Linked DNA regions of Zea mays: region 2 is linked to region 1. The links are chromatin contacts, called in public Hi-C maps. All regions are on one chromosome and are shown on one strand. The core of a region is the stretch at or near the end of the contact, and the rest is flanking DNA. Distances in the headings are between cores, read along the strand shown.

Region 1 (5,417 bases), core at 1,963-4,462:
AATGTCTCCTTTTTTCCGCTAGGTCGGGGACCCGCTCGATACTCAGGTAAATGATATTTTGTTCCTTTGTATGGTGCTAGATATCCATATCGATTAGGGTATCCGGAGTCAACAAGATAATATTTACCTAAAAATACACCGACATATGAGAGTAGACCATAATAATTTATAAATTGAAATTATATAATAAACAATATGATACCTGGTGGAGGATGTGGAAAAATAGTGGCATATTTTGTTAGAGCATTATTGAACACCCTCATATCATGTGCAGAACCCGGCCATCCTGCAACAATAAAAGTGAACCTCATGTCGAAATCACATATGGCCAGTACATTTTGGGTGGGATATCCATGTCGACCAACATGTTGAACCAATTTAGAGGATGGCACAACTACCCTTATATGAGTTCCATCAATTGCACCAATACAATCATTGAAATGAGGGTGAAATCGGTCGCCTAGTAATCTTTCATGGACAGTAGTAAATTGAGGATCTCTTGGCTTCACAATATCTTTTGATAGGAGAAATATGCAATTCAACACTTCTGAGAACTTTCTACTAATAGTTTCTTTTGACCTCTGAAATCTATTTTTTTACTTGAACGACAGATTGAGGGGCACCAATAGTCCATAAAAACATACAAAGTGCTTCCAAAGAACACATATTTTCAGTTGCTCCACACTCAATAGCCCATTCCATGCATTGCTTGATTGATTCATACCTATACTCACCAAGCATTACTTTGTTTGAAATATTGCAATTGATCTCCAAAGTATTATGAATCTTATTCATGACCTTAACCATGGGATTCTTTGAGCGCTTCAGTGGGCTATTAACAACAGTAGGACTAGCTCTTTTCTTTGACTGAGTTGAGACGCCTCTCTTCGACTGAGTTGACTTGCTGCCACTAGCAAAAGGAGACGCAAATTCATCATATTGAGCATCACAGTCTGCCTCAAATGTGCCAAAATCAACTCCATCAATACCATCAACCTCAGTCTCATGATTTTCCACATCATAAAATTCACCTGGAGCGCATGATGTAGATCCATCCACTGCAATATGTTCAAACATTTGTGTCATGAAATCTTCATTTTCTGGAGGGCCATATTTCAGTTTCTTCCAATCAGGATGCCCCTGCATAACAATTACAATATTTAGATGAAAGAAATTAAAACAAGTACAATATAACTTTAACTAATATGTTATTACCTTTGTATTTTTCTTCCAGTATTCATCACTTGCAATCACAGTCCCTAGCTTAGAATCCCATCCAAGTCCTGTAGCTTTGTTTAGACCAAGCCAAAAACTGTAAAGCCCTTTCAGTAAATCCTACTTATTCTTCAATTGAGTTTTGCTGTGAAGCAAACCAGTTCTTTGTCGATACTTAACACAAATATTTTTATACGCTGCAGTAGTTAGTGTTCCATTTGGTCTGTTACCAGCTTCAATCTCTTCAACACATATTTCACAAAAAGTTCTAGTATTCATGGATGACCAATCTGCCTTGTCATATTTCTCCTTCTATACGAAAATATATGTACAAGCATATCACATATGAACATTACAAATGTCTACAAATTAGCAATGGCCATGTGTTAGAAAATTACTCACCGAATTATTTGCAGTAATTTCAGCTTCAACTTCAATTGGTTCATCATCTTCCCGACCTTGAGCATTTAAATCGATGTCAATACCAACACTTCGGCCACCACGAATGCTCCTTCCGGCACTCCTACTACCGCGTATCACACCACGTTTGACAGAACTAGTGCCATGACCGGCACTACGCCCTGCCAGTGTAAATCCTGCGCCACGACGACCTGCCGTCATGGAACCACGTACCATGGTTGGTCTGCCTCGTTCAGGTGCCGTAACATCACCAACTCCTGATTCAATGTTTGCTGGTTCCGACGGAGGATCCATCACAATACACCTGTAGATAGAGTAGCATTGTAGCAATTAGATGGTCGCACTCTGGATCTCGGCAGGATAGTTGCAGAGAAAAATTAGGCGCCCCAGCTGATCTGCGGCTGGAATCGGCTGCCCCCGCCCGCCCACTAAAATTTCAGCAACATTCCAATAGCAATGTAATAGAAATTTATCATAATTTAACATTCCAACAACCTCAAATAATAATTTTAGCACCAAACAATAATTTCAACTGGATCTGGAATTCTGAAAGCTACACCTCAGCCGCTCGGTCTGTAGTTTCCGTCAGGCGTCAGCCAGCCAGCACCACAGTAGCTCTCGGCCTGTAGCTTCCGTGATTCCGTTGAGTTGGTGCACCACAATCCTGTCAACTCGTCAAGATCCATGAGGGCAGCAAAGAGCAAACAAAAAAAATCAACGCGTCTAGTGTGGACAGCAAACAAAAAAAGGTCTCCATGAGATTAAGACCAAATGATGCAAGGGTAAAAACACTAACCCGATCGATGCCACTAGTGCACCATAGTGACTGAGGCTAACTCCACGCGTCCACGCGGCAACAGAAATGGCCTAGAGTCCGTGGACTGGACCGCTGGCCGAAGAAGTAGTGTGCCTGGCGGACGACAGCAAGCCAGCAACTTCCTGGGCGGACCGCGGAGGCGCAGATAGCAACGGCAATGGCCGTCGGACGGTGGGTCACGGTCACGGACTCGCACTAGAACCAGACAAGGGCACCTGGAGCCTGGCGGCTAGGGTTAGGAGGAGTCAAGGAGGAACTATGCTGGATTTGCTGGTCGCTGGATGTCGGATAGGCGCAAAAACGATTCAGTGGATTATAATGGCAATAATGGGTAATTTCTAGGAAATTTGAAAGGGTAGTGGGGAAGTGGGAAAAAATAATCTGAAATAAGCACCTCCTCACTTGCTTATGGATTATCATAATCTAAGGGGTTAGATTATATAATCTGAGCAAATAAGCTGGACTGTTTGTTTGTCTCTTAGGATTATTTAATCGAGATTATATAATCTGGGGTAAACAAACAAGCCCTTAAGTTGTATTCAAAACTGGACCGATATCGATAATCGAATAATTTGTATCATCCCAATGTAAGAATATGGTACTAGCTTTAGCTTCAGTTAATAAAACAGTTGCATTTTGTCTAGGAGTAGAAGGCTCCAACTGGTTTATATTGTGGACGCTCCGTTGTGGTATGTCAGGTTGTGAGCCTGTGACTGTTGTGAGCTGCTGAATCCAGGATGGGCAGATATTTGCGCCACCGTGGCTATAAAGCCTCTTTTGACCAAACCCTTCTCCCTCTCACAAAACCCTAGCTTTCCCTCCTCCCCTGTTTTGCGGCGCGCCACGAACTCGCGACGCTCTCGAGAGATCCATGGATCGGCGCAAGGGCGGCAACCGCGACGCCAACGGCAGCCTGGTCGAGGCCACGGCGTCGCGGCTGAGGGTCGAATCCGACGAGGAGGCGGAAGAGGTGGGGATGGAGGTGGAAGAGAGCTTCGACGCGGGGGTGGAAGACGAGCAGGCGGCGGCGGAGGTGATTGGAAGCGAAAAGACCAGCGCCGACTACTACTTCGACTCCTACTCCCACTTCGGTACGCGCGCCCCTTCTGTTCATTTCGCGCTATTTTCCCGCAGATTTGTATGTTTTTGTGTATCGGAAGCTTCGACCCTGGTTTGCTTATGGGTCCAAGGGAGTGACATAGTTTCACGTATGGTTGTAAGTGGGGAAAAGGATGGGCCTTTGCCTGCACGAATTTGGAGCCTGTTTAGTGTGCATTAACTATTTGTAGGAGTCATTATTCATTTCAGTATTAGTTCGAGTGAAGAATTTAGATGGTGCTGATGGCCAAGCAGCAAAAATATTTTCTTGTGTATTTTGTTGCCTGTATGTTGGCACTTCTGATAGTTTATCATTGTATATATTATATAATCGAGTATTGATGTGATTGATCATCAACCAGAGCTTTCATTAATCATTGGTCTCTGCGGAGGAACCGAAAGATTGTTGTTTTGTTGGTTCTGTACTGCGTGTGGCTTTTCAGTGCTCCACCAAATGATAAATGTTTGACTGAAGTTGTTTCTCGGCTGAAAATTGATCTTTCCTGAAGTTCTGATCATTAGCTACTACTTACAATCTAGTTTTACAACTGACACAGGGCAGTTAGTCATAGCTTCAGTGGCTCCATACTTTGATGTGGCTATTATTCAGCCAATGTGTAGTTAAATGTTTGGTGGTCAGTGTGGTGTGGTAGAAAATAAAGGCGCCAAAGATGTATTCTTGTTCTGTTGAATTGTTGTAAGGAATGTAATTAATTGTATGAATGTTGTTGTTGAAGTGTTGTGTACTCTTCCGCTAGCCTCTTTTTCATCTATGGTATACTTTAGGCTACTTTAGTGCTGTTTTGAGGAAGAGAAACATTAGAACTGAATTATTGGAATTTCTGATTTTGTCATCACCTGATTCATGTAGCACGAGTCCATATATCCTACTCTTGTACTAGTTTTTTTCCCACCATAACCGTATATGCTATCATTTTTTAAATTTACCTGCTGTGTTCTGTTTCTATACAGTAAGTTCAGTTATTTACTCAACTAATCATGCTTCACTGTTCAATGAAGTCGATGCTTATTAAGGTTTCCCATGTTCTTTGTTTTGCAGGTATTCATGAAGTAAGTGGTTCTTCAAGAAACCTTACATGTGGTGGTAGCTTATTAGCACCACGTTTTACAAGCATCTAATATCTCATTAATTTGAAATATTTGAAGTCAGTATGCCTATGCAGTGGAGATGCCAATTATTTGCATGTGCTGACTGCAGGAAATGCTAAAAGATGTCGTTCGGACAAAAACATATCAAAATGTTATCACCCAGAGTAGCTTTCTTATCAAGAACAAAGTAGTCCTTGATGTTGGTGCTGGAACTGGAATTCTTTCTCTTTTCTGTGCAAAAGCAGGAGCTAAACATGTCTATGCGGTTAGTTGGTTGACTTCTGTTCATGTTTTCAATTTCCCTTCTTGTGTGGCCACAAATCCAATGCAACATACGCATTTCCGCAACACTTATTTGCTGAAAAAAGTGTTTTTTCCTCCTTTTTTGTTAAAAAATTGGATGGCCATTTTCATGTGGAATATGTTCATTGTCTACAAATGGAGGGTTTGCAATATTGACAACATGTAGTTTAGTATATGAAGTTCTATAGTTTAGGGTATGTATTTTGCTTTCTTGTTGGACACCATTTGTCTATTATCTTGGCATCTTGTGACTGCGTTTTTTTACTTCAATCCTTCTATTTTGCTGCCATTTTTTATCTATTCTTTGCCACTGTTCTTCTGTCATCTTGACATCTTATAAACATGCTTTTAATTTAAGTACCTGTTCTTTTACTAATATATAATGATCTGATCTTTTACAGATTGAATGTTCCCAGATGGCAGACATGGCACAGGAAATTGTAAAATCAAATGG
Region 2 (5,417 bases), core at 1,775-4,274, 330 kb before region 1:
AGGAGGCAACGCCGGCCACCAAGTTGTTAAGCCCCGTGCGCCCCATCGCAACCGTCCGCCCTCATCCAACGGCTATGATCTGCGGATAACGATTCGTGCCCATGCGCTCTGCCTCTGGGTCCCGCCGGTCAGCGCCTGTCCCCCCTAGCGCTGGGCCCGACTGGTCAGCCCACCTTCCTCTTAGGTCACTGACACCCCACCCCCACTTGTCAGTCGCGCCCGCGCGCTCGATCCTTGATCTAATCTCAGCCGTCCATTTGCGATCTAGCGGTTGGAAAAGCCCGATACCCCTTCGCGCGACAATTTTGCTTAAAAGACCCTCAGTTCTCGGGTAATAGAACCCGTTGTGCCTGAGTTTTGCGCGCAGGTCCCTAACTTCTTTTAAACATACCCCTGACCATTTAAATAATCACAGAATTGGGCTTAGTTTCATATTTCAAACTTCAAAACTTGTTTATTTCATATATTTTTCATATGAACTCCAAATTTAGTGGTACAAATTGCAAAATGTTCATAGAAATATTCTCTGTCCAAATAAATTATGATCATCCATAGCCTGTGCACTTTAATTTTATGCCTAGACTAAAGGTTAAGTTTAAGTAATAATGTATTTGTTTAGTAAAATAAATAAAAGGAAAAGGTTAATGGTATTTATATGGATAATGTTGTGAGATTAATAAAATGTTGGGTATGAATTGATCCCTGGTATAATTTTGTGTCTCACTAAAATTAGTAGAACTAAACTAAATAGTCCAGAATATCTAGGGAATCAATGATCTCTAATTATATTAATCCCTAGCATTTAAATCTACCCTTTATGTTCATAGTGTCTTATCAAACTTGTGTTCACTTGATTGTACATGTTTGGTGTGCTGTTTATTTGTACTTTCCAAATGTATTGAATGTATGATTGCTTTATTTAGACAACGAGCAGCCCGTGGTTCCTAAGTGTGTTGCCGAAGATCTTCCTGAGCAACAACCTGGTGAAGGCAAGTGTCCTCTGACCTATTATGTCCTACATACTTATAATTCACCGTCCCACGTTACATTATTGAAACCTAATGATTGACTAGTCTGTATTTACCTTATCCTTGTTTACCTTTTGGGTTATCATGATTAGCTTTATGCTATTACTTTACTTTAATCAATGAACATGGTGTGAATATTATGATACGATGATGTTATCCCGATGATGTTCTTGTGATACTTTAGGGGACTGAAGCTGTTTCCTAAGTACCTCTCCGTAAGGACCTGTTTGGGGAGTGACAACCCGGGATAACAGTGCAACCATGAGGGTGGAATGGGACACCCTTAGCTGATTAATTAGAGGAACCAGAGGAGTACTTGGCTTCGTCGTAGGGTCGTCAATGGGGTCCGGGCACAGTACTTGCTCTACCGAGGCTGGTTGCAGAGGTTCTTGATTCGGTTTTGTTAGTCACCCTTCCTTTGGGGAGAGGTACTGTGTTTATCAAACTGGAGAAACCTAACGAGCGGCTACGACCTCTGGGAAATCTTTGTAAAGGCTACGTAGTGATACCCTGCCAGGCCACATGGGTAGTGGTCAATGGAGATTGGCTCTTTCCGGGCAGAATGTGAATCACGACTTGTGGGTAAAGTATGCGACCTCTGCAGAGTGTTAGAAACTGGTATATCAGCCGTGCTCACGGTTATGAGCGGCCTTGGGATCCTCTTTGATTAGAAGAACTTTGGTTACTTTTACGATGATGATTAATGATGATGGTATAATTATGATCTCTGGTATTTCCTCTTGGAGGGAGTACATTTGGGTAATAAATGGGTTTATTACTAAAACTTGGCTCTACTAGTAGTAATAAATACTTGACCAACTAAAAGCAACTGCTTAACCTTAACTCCACATAAAGCTAGTCCACTTTAGCCAAACGGGACATTTGCTGAGTACGTTGATGTGTACTCACCCTTGCTTTACAAACTACCCCACACCAGGTTGTCCCCACTTTACTCAGTGCTTAGGAGGAGATGCTGGCAACATGGAGGATTTTGAGGAGTTTCAGGACTACGATGAGTTCTAGTTTATCTTAGTGGCAAACCCCCAGTCAGCTGCCTGTGAAGGCCTTATCTTCTACGTTTCGTATTTCCGCGCTTTGATGTTAATGACTATATTTTAGACTCAGTGGATGTCTTGGACATCTTGTTGTAATAAAGTATTTTTCCGCTATTTACTTTGAGCATTGTGTGATGATGTCCAATTATGTAATCGCTGTGTACGTGAGTTTCTAATCCTAGCACGTACATGGTTCGCATTCGGTTTACCTTCCAAAACCGGGTGCGACAGTTTCCACCGTCGTCGTGTCACACGTGAATCATATATGTCGTGTGTCTACACTCTCTCTCCCACGTAACGGCCCAACACAATCGGCCCGAGCAACCCACGTGCCACACCTTACTCGTCTCCCTAGCCGTGCAACTGATGGCCTTTGTATTAATGTTTGTCTATATACTATACTCCCAATCATTCGAAAAAAGAAAATGAATTAATTATTCATAGAAAAAGAAGCAATTCACATATATTTATCTCTTAAACCTATTAATGCTCATTACATTTTCATTATATACAACTGATGGTAGAAGAAGTTGAAGCATGTTTTTAATGTATGTTATGTATTAATATTTTATTGAATAATTTATATGTTGTATTTATTGAATAATTTATATGTTGTCACGGCACACAAGATACTAGTGCGAGTGTACGACCTAAACCCTTAGGACCATATCAATGAGTTAACATGGAACGAAACGTCCTATTTGCAATTAGCCTCGTCATGTTGCTAGACCGGCCCATCTTGGCCCAGATGGAAAGACTAAAAAAACCTGCAGAAGGCCATTAACCAATCGGCCCATTTACCCTCGTGACTTAAACCCTAGCATTTTCGAGACAGCCCTTCGGAACATCGTGACCGTTCGTTGGAATCTGCGAGTCAATCGAGATCGCTCTTCTCTCCGTCCCCTGCTACATATAAGGTACCTCCGGCCCCAAACTGCACGAGCTCTCTCTAGCATTACCCGGCGGCGGAAGCGTAAGCGCAAAACGAAGCAAGCGGCCGCCATGGTGAAGGGACGCACGGGACAGCGCGTCAGGCTCTACGTCCGGGGCACCATCCTTGGATACAAGAGGTGAGATCCACGCCACAGCCTCTTCTCCGTCTGTTCTACTTGCATCTGGTCATTTTTCGGTTCGATTCCGCTAACTGTGGTTGCGGTGGTGGCTGCGCAGGTCCAAGTCGAACCAGTACGAGACCACGTCTCTCGTGCAGATCGAGGGGGTGAACACCAAGGAGGATGTCGCGTGGTACGCTGGCAAGCGCATGGCGTACATCTACAAGGCCAAGACCAAGAGCAATGAGACCCGCTACAGGTGCATCTGGGGCAAGGTCACCCGTCCGCACGGAAACTCGGGCGTCGTCCGTGCCAAGTTCATGTCCAACCTCCCGCCTGAGTCCATGGTCAGTGACGCAACCTCTAAGCTGTTTGATGCCTGATCCCAATTGATGGTTGGTCTCTCTCCTGATGCTGTTTTTATTTGAGTGCAGGGGCGCAAGGTCAGAGTGTTCATGTACCCGAGCAGCATCTAAGGTTAGGATCCGGAAACGACTGATCTTCTCTATTTGTTTGGCTGGTTGATCTTGAATTTGTTGTTTGTGATCGAATGATATGACAACGAATTTTGCGTAGACTGCACTGGCCATTGCTGTAGTCCATGGTCTAGCACTTTTAGGTGGTTAAAACGCATCATTATTTGTGGTTACGGTTGTTTATTAGTAGTCACATTGAGTCTATAGCAGCAAACAGTGTCTATTCATCTGAGAAATTTCGGCTTTTGTAGTTTGGTGTGCTCATGTTGATACTGCTTGTATTCAGTGAGTTTATAGTTTGCTGAGTGATTAATTCAATTAGCTTAGAACGCCAAGTTAAAACTTTCAGTCTTTACATGTCTCAATGGTACCAAACACACGTGGAATATACATTGTTTAGTTTGTTAGTTCAGTAATAGTTCCTCTGTTCACAAATGTAGCTACATTTCTAGTAGCAAAAAATACATACTCCTTGTGAATCATAAATCAATATTAGGAAAATTAACTGTGAGGAATGGGAACGGTGAAATATGGTGGAAAAGTTTACCCTTGTGGAAACTTTACTATTATGGATGGAGTATATAGTTCTAAATAATCTTTTCCAGTTTTCTATCAGTTATTCTGTTTTATTTATTAGATGCCTACCAGCATTTGATTGTATCTGTTTCTTTGCACTGGAGTAATCAAATGCTTTTTGCATCAGTTCTTAATTGTGCTGTCACTATGTATTGGATATAGTGATGCCTATTTGGAGCACTTTTAGACTAGGCAGTTTTTAGTTTTAGGCACCTTGAAATGTCTATCTCACTCAGTCATAGAGGGTTTGAAGCAGCCTCTTCGCATTTGCAGGGGAAGTCTTGCCTCTTTATAATTTCCCCGAACCCCACTTATTAGGGTTTGTTCGGTTATTTTCATCCATATGGATTGGAGGGGATTGATACGGATTTGGAGAGATTTTGACTTACTAGAGATTGAAACCCCCTCAATCCGGCTCAATACATATGGATTGGGGTTGAACCGAACAAGGGAGCCTGTGGTGCTGGGTCTGCCCATTTATGTTTATATTGGGCATATAGAACTAGAGAAGAGTAAATGATGTTTCTATACAAGCACTGATATCGAGGGAATGTTTATTTCCTTTTTCATACTCCCATCTGTCCCAAAATATAGTTCTTTCTATCTCTTTTTTCCTGTCCACATTCGAATATATGTCTGCAATGCCTTTGCTTATCCTATTTTTGGCTTATATGTCTGCAGGTTTTGTTGGAGTAAAGATGGACTAGAAATGGCCATGTGTTTATTTCTCACTTTTCTCTGAACTTAAAATGCCTTGTGTTGGTAACTTAGATTGTTCAAGTGCTGAACCTGTGGAAGTTGTGCCAAAATTTGTTGTCGAACGGATGAACTATTGTCGTAATGTTATGCCAGCAGCAGATCTTAATTTGCCCCGTTACATCGATGTCTGATTGCAGTATCTTCAAATTGAAAGGAGTTCCGTTTGGTATGAATGTGTAATGTTCTACGCTGCTCTGGGATGCTTCTTTCAATATCATTTCTGCAAAATTTATTGGCACAAGAGGCTCTAATTTATGGGCACAGGGCCTTTGTGTGTGGGTCTAGTTTACTTTTTTATTCAGTAAACAGTTGTGGAAGATACTATCTAGCGTAATAAGTGCATAATCCCGTTAGCATCCTAAAATCGAAGTCTAGTATATCGCAGACTTTTCCTTATTTATACTTATACTGTGAGTGCCCGTGCGTTACAACGGAAACATATAATACCACAAAAAAATTATATATAAATGT

The links. Hi-C and Micro-C count contacts between places; a contact is called where the count stands out from the background.
Region 2: a Hi-C map of tassel shows a contact between it and region 1, with 7 times the contacts expected there. The contact joins the promoter of LOC100282164 here to the promoter of LOC100283446 in region 1. A contact is called at or near these places in 7 of 25 Hi-C or Micro-C datasets (ear, endosperm, leaf and 1 more).

The regions. Positions count from the first base shown.
Region 1 is chr7:100,039,413-100,044,829 of Zm-B73-REFERENCE-NAM-5.0, reverse strand. It overlaps LOC100283446, which reads left to right and starts at 3,212. Exons shown (of 9, transcript NM_001156347.2): 1 at 3,212-3,543; 2 at 4,611-4,621; 3 at 4,770-4,925; 4 at 5,365-5,417. The coding sequence starts at 3,324. It also overlaps the pseudogene LOC103632625.
Region 2 is chr7:100,374,092-100,379,508 of Zm-B73-REFERENCE-NAM-5.0, reverse strand. It overlaps LOC100282164 (60S ribosomal protein L35a-like), which reads left to right and starts at 3,024. Exons shown (of 4, transcript NM_001155076.2): 1 at 3,024-3,153; 2 at 3,254-3,482; 3 at 3,570-3,612; 4 at 4,869-5,184. The coding sequence starts at 3,086. The coding sequence ends at 3,611.